Linked DNA regions of Mus musculus: region 1 is linked to region 2. Evidence: chromatin contacts called from public HiChIP or PLAC-seq data. All regions are on one chromosome and are shown on one strand. Each heading gives the region's core, a stretch centred on a gene start, on an enhancer-like site or on the middle of the called end of the contact. The rest is flanking DNA. Distances are from core to core; before and after follow the strand shown. Region 1 has its middle 690 kb from the start of 4930557F08Rik. Region 2 has its middle 1.1 Mb from the start of 4930557F08Rik.

What was found. HiChIP or PLAC-seq counts read pairs in DNA pulled down with a chosen protein or histone mark.
Region 1: a contact with region 2 is called in an H3K4me3 HiChIP or PLAC-seq map of the SCID.adh cell line, with 11 read pairs. The contact joins two enhancer-like sites. A contact is called at or near these places in 1 of 39 promoter capture datasets (embryonic stem cells), 1 of 15 datasets of contacts at CTCF or cohesin (stem cell-derived epiblast-like cells), 90 of 484 Hi-C or Micro-C datasets (the AML12 cell line, the AtT-20 cell line, the Ba/F3 cell line and 37 more), 8 of 115 datasets of contacts at active chromatin or transcription factors (the NIH/3T3 cell line, the SCID.adh cell line, astrocytes and 3 more) and 2 of 9 other capture datasets (embryonic stem cells and embryonic tail).

Annotation. Positions count from the first base shown.
Region 1 is chr15:15,088,982-15,091,681 of GRCm38.p6, forward strand. No RefSeq gene overlaps it. Among named protein-coding and RNA genes, the nearest start is that of 4930557F08Rik, 690 kb to the right of the region's middle. Within about 2 kb of position 1,295, at least 6 of the 459 cell types and tissues checked have an H3K27ac peak or open chromatin away from gene starts, as enhancers often do. A contact at or near this core is called in the SCID.adh cell line, where this site is marked.
Region 2 is chr15:14,628,338-14,631,053 of GRCm38.p6, forward strand. No RefSeq gene overlaps it. Among named protein-coding and RNA genes, the nearest start is that of 4930557F08Rik, 1.1 Mb to the right of the region's middle. Within about 2 kb of position 1,259, at least 1 of the 459 cell types and tissues checked has an H3K27ac peak or open chromatin away from gene starts, as enhancers often do. A contact at or near this core is called in the SCID.adh cell line, where this site is marked.

The sequences.
Region 1 (2,700 bases), core at 45-2,544, 460 kb after region 2:
AGGGAACCTGATGCTCAGCCAATAAGAAGAAGAAACATATTTTGGGGTGGGGGTCCGAATTCCCCTGTCTCAATAACTAAGGTCCCTTCCTCGGGAGTTATAATCCTGGTGGTGGAGGAACACAAGTTCAATCCTGCGCTCCCTGCTGTAGCCCTGCACAATCCCCGTTGGGGAGACTGGAGGGAATCAGCGATGGATTGTTTTGGGGGTGCAATCAGGGGGAGCAGGGCCCAAGCAGGGGCCCCCCTGGTAGTTTCCCTGGACCACAGTAAGTGGGCGGCCATTTATATCAGTTTTGGATCTGCAATGTTGTGCCCAGTGGTGGCCTCTCTTACATTTGGGGCAGAGGCCAGGAGGCATGGCTCCCTGTGTAACTTGGCCTGTGCCTGGTGTGGTGGCAGACTTGGTGGTCTGGTGGATGGGCATTCGCGGGCAAAATGTCCCGGGAGTGCACATCTGAAACACACTCTCTGCTGAGGCTGGCTAGTTCCACCAGCTTTTTGGAAGACCACTCCGATGGCCAGGTTAATAGATTTTGAGACTTGATGTGAAAATATATCTACCTCACTGCAGAGCTTTATCAATTCCTATGAGGTCAAAGCCTCTAGTCTTACCCCCCAGGGCAGCCTTGCAAGCAGAATTAGCATTCTCCAAGGCATGTTGTCTAACTAAAAGCCCTTCATTTTCATGGGGGCCGAGAACTCTTTCTTGTAGTCTAGCAACAAATTGGGCATAGGATTCTTGGGAGCCCTGAATAGTTTTAGTCAACGGGGTTATGAGGGCTCCTGTGGCCGGTACGGCTCTCCAGGCAGCTAAGGCCGCCTGGGCAGTCTGTGCAAGCACCCCAGGAGAAAGCCCCAATTGTTTCTTATCAGAGGCGAATGGACCTTTACAGAATATTTTATCAGAGGTCCAAGAATAAGCCTTACTGAGGGGGTTCTTTCTGTTATTAGCAGCCTGGGTTTTGGCTCTATCTACAAAATCAGATTTCCAAGTTAAATACTGCCCTCTAGTGAGGACTGACTGTACCACTTTGCTCCATTCATTGGGTGTTAAGTAACAGTCTCCTGCTAGTCCCTCCAAGATTGATACAGTAAAGGGGGCATTAACCCCATAATTTTTAACAGCCGAATGCAATTCTTTAATATGTATGATCTTTAATTTCTTATAAACAGGCTGTGAAGCCTCATAATCACTTTCATCTTTTATTGCCTCTTCTTCCTCGGAGTCAGAGGCTAATTGCTCAAATTCATCACTTTCATTTTCCTTTTCTCCCTTTGCCTGTCCCGAGGTATCTGGCACTTGTTCATCATTAGTTGGCTCAGGGTCATGACTGATCTGATTGGAGAATGCCCGAATCAGGAATGGGAAGGCCAATTTTTGATATGCCTTGTCCTTGGCTGAATATTTATGTTTGATCTTCTCCGTGGAGACCGGAGGAGAGACCTTCTTTATGACTTTAGGGTGCTCCGACTGTTTCTTGACAATTGGGGCTCCGGAGAGGATCCCCTGTAAAGTTTGAATTTCAAAGGTGAGGTCTCCTAATTTTTTTTGCAAATATAAAACCTCTTTTAGACCAAAAATGTGGGCCACCAGAGCGTCCTTCGTGTGGAGCAAATGATGGACAGTCACCCCTGGTAAGGGAGTAGGAGGCGGCAGGCTGAGGAGGGATAAAGGTGCAGAGAGGGAAAGGGAGTGGGGCCCCGAGTGGAAGAGGGGTACAGAGGAGGGTACCTAGGGCTGGATTTTGTTGTGAGAAACACTCGGGGGCCAGGACCATATCTCTCCTCCTCATTGTTGGCTGCCTCTTCCTCTAGTTCTGCTGCAAGAAAATCCTCAGCAAGTGCCAGCAGTCTGGCTCCCTCCCTTCCTTGTTCTGCATCTTTTAAGAGGTCTCTAATAATTCCATAATAACTGAAAAAAGGTTCAGGGATATTTTCACCCGTTTTTATTAAATCATTAATATTTTTGCCAACCTTATTCCACGTAAGTGGATGGATCTCAGGTCTGCTCAAAACTAACCATGGACATTTAGTGTCCATGAAGCAGAAAAAAATTAATCAAATCTTTTTTCTTGACTCTTATTCCTCTCTCCCTAAACCCTTTATTTCATTTATGAAAATTGTTTCCTTTGAAAGCGCTTTCCCCATGGCAAATGGGACGACCTTGTAACATCTAGATTTACCTCAAGACACCCCGTTGCATGAGCAATGCAATCTGGGGAGGTCTCTATCCTCGCGGGTGGTAATTCCTACTTGCTATTATTATTGGCACTATTTTATTAGTAAATTGTTGTGTTTCCACTCATCTTTAGAGCACTCCTGAGATCTGTAGCTACGACGAGGCAGGACATTCCGGAACTTCAGCAGAAATATAAAAAGAAAGGGGGAGAATGCTACGAACACTCCAGTGTAGTTTGCTTGGCAGGCAGAGAGGCCTGGGAGCACTCACGAGGCAAAGAGTTTCATGGAAACTCAACTCCTGGAACTTTGGCGTTCTCATAACCCATATACTCATACCCTATCCCCATGTTAGTCTGGTGTATGAATCCACATGCTCTCTTTTAGTATTATCTTATTATAAGTGCCTTTTAAGATTGAATTCTGACATAGCTAAGCCTTTGCCAGTGTTCCAATGCCCTAGAAAATGCTTGAAGTGGAGGAGCTTGGAAGAGACAATGAAACTAATTAGGCATTACAA
Region 2 (2,716 bases), core at 9-2,508:
AACAAAACAAAACAAAACAAACAAAAAACCCAACCAAACAAACAAAAGAAAAGAAAAGAAAAGAAAAGAAAAGAAAAGAAAAGAAAAGGAAAGGAAAGAAAAGAAAAGAAGAGAAAAGAAAAAGTGTTTGGGCCTAAAATTGGTTATATTTTAGATAGGTTAATTTATTACTTTCTTCAAATAAAATAGTTGTAGTGAGCTGAATATTTGGTTAGTATTGCAAGATTTCTTATTCCTAAACATTATTTATTCATTAAGTATAAAAGGTATGTCTAGGTTTCTACTTAGGTTTGTGTTTAATTATGCACTAAATGCCTTTGTAATAATTTTGATTTATGGTCTCACAGAGAAAAATACATGACCACAAGGTGGCAGTAGCACACAATGAGCATTGCTTTGGAAGCCTTTGGACCTGCGGTAGGTGTATGAATATCTTACAGTCTTCATCTCATAGACTACAGGACAAGATCACAATCTAGAAGAAGCAGAACAAGGGTTTTATAAGGAAAGAGAATTGAAGAATAGGATTAATTCTTTATTACCTTTACTGAGTCTTCAGATGGATCATTTGTGAGAGAGAAAATTATGAAGGAAATATCTTGAATGTTTTAATGAACTTGGAATTTATCTTTTCTATGAAGAATTGTTCAATGCAGTTTCACACGGCATGGAAAGCAGACAAGGTGTAGATGGCTTAAGTGCCCTGTTGGCTCATATTTAATACAACTACATGGATAAGAATTTGAGTTTGGCACAAGTAGACCTTTGCACTAACAGTTTTGTCTGCAAATTAAAGAACACACAAAACAAATCTTAGGTGTTGTAAACAGTGAAGTATCAGAAAAAAAAAAACAAAACAAAACTCTATCAGTATGCTAGTGCATAAGCACTGTGTGTATGTTTGCAAATATGTGTACATTACATATATGTGTGTATATTTATATATGTGAGGGTGCATATATACTTACCAATCATAGTATAAGGTTTGCACAGCTCCCTCTTTACCAACGCCAGAATTTCAAACACATGCCCAGCTGAGAACAAAAACTGAGTACTTCTACAATGCATGCCAAACTCTTTACAAACTGGTATCTCTCTTATTTATTTTATTTTTTTAGGTTTCCTGTTTCCTGTACTTTTTGGCATTCTGCCCTTGGATAACCCTACATAGTTTAGGTGTTTCCTAAAACATGTCATTATTTTCATACATTCCAGAGGCCGAGAGGTACAATAAGTTCAACATTTTTGCTTCCTTCTAAGATCTCTCTTTCTTTAGTTTCTGAAGATCACTTTCTAATCTATCCTCCTGAAAGTATTTCACGGCGAGTACACATTCTTCTACCTTCACTTTAAGGATAGAATTTCTCTCCACAACTCCACTCTGACTTCAGGGAATCCTTAACCACCTCTTTTAAAGGCTCTTCTAAATAACAGAGTATTAGGGAATTATAAGAATTTACATGTGAATGAGTAAGATACTGCATCAACTGAGACAATATTATTTAACAGAGTTACCTTACGAGATATGGCCATGACATTTATGCTCCCACTTCTCCTAGCCTGTATTTTCTGCATTTTGATGCTACAGAGTGTTGAGACTTACATCTCTCTTAATGGCTCCATTCCCACTACTGTGGAGTCGATCTCTATTAACATCTCCACTATTATGAACCAAAATAAATCTGTTCTCCTTTAAGTTGTTTCTGTCATGTCTTCTGTTCCGGTTGGAAAAATAAAATGAAATGTATACAAGTTTCATATGGAGTTTTAGTTTGTAGTTTCACAATCCAATCACAATGGATCGTTTCAATTTTGGGGTGGAGGGTTTCTCAATTCTGATAGATTATAATCTGCTCCCTGTGTTATTTCATCCTTTTCACAGTGTGTGTTATATCCCACACGTCTGCTTTCACTGAATGAGAAGTCAATGCTCATTAGCTCCTGGGATTCAGCTCATTTACATCACAGTGCTGCACAGGACTTCCATCAGAACTTACAATTAACTTTCATTTAATTTCTTCTCGCAGACATTACAGTGTCTGCTGAATACTCATCTCTGTGCTGATGCTCATAGCAAGTGGAGTGGCCATGCCATTAGGAGATCCAAATCATGATGAAGACAATGCTTCATTGAAATCAATGAGTTACATTAAAATATCATTAAAATGAATGAACTAATTAAAGTTTTTAAAAGTAGCAATGGCTATGTGTTACTGAAAATTTAATTCTATAAAATAGTTTATTATTATTATTTTTATTATTATTATTAATTTTACTGATCTAAACAAATGGAAGCCAACCTGATAGCATTATTGATAAAAATAACCCTATATTAAATGTACTTTTCTCTACCAACATTTTATTAATTTAAAATTTATATTTATACGTATAGCTCTTTTCTGGGATTTCAGGACCGAAGAATAAATAAATATACTTACTGGTCTCATGAATATTTGTTCTATCCCAGATATAACTAATCAAATACTAAATTTGGGTCCACAACTCAGAGCTTTTCAGGGTAGTTAAAACATATTTATCAATATTCAATTCGTAAAGATACATTAGTACAATTGAACACACAAATTCATATACTGTTACATTTCAACAATGTATACATAATACATTAGCATTCATATACCAATGCATTTCTTGGTATACATAATATTAAAAGATAAAATAGTAAAAACAACTATTCAGTTGTATTTACTAATTGTAG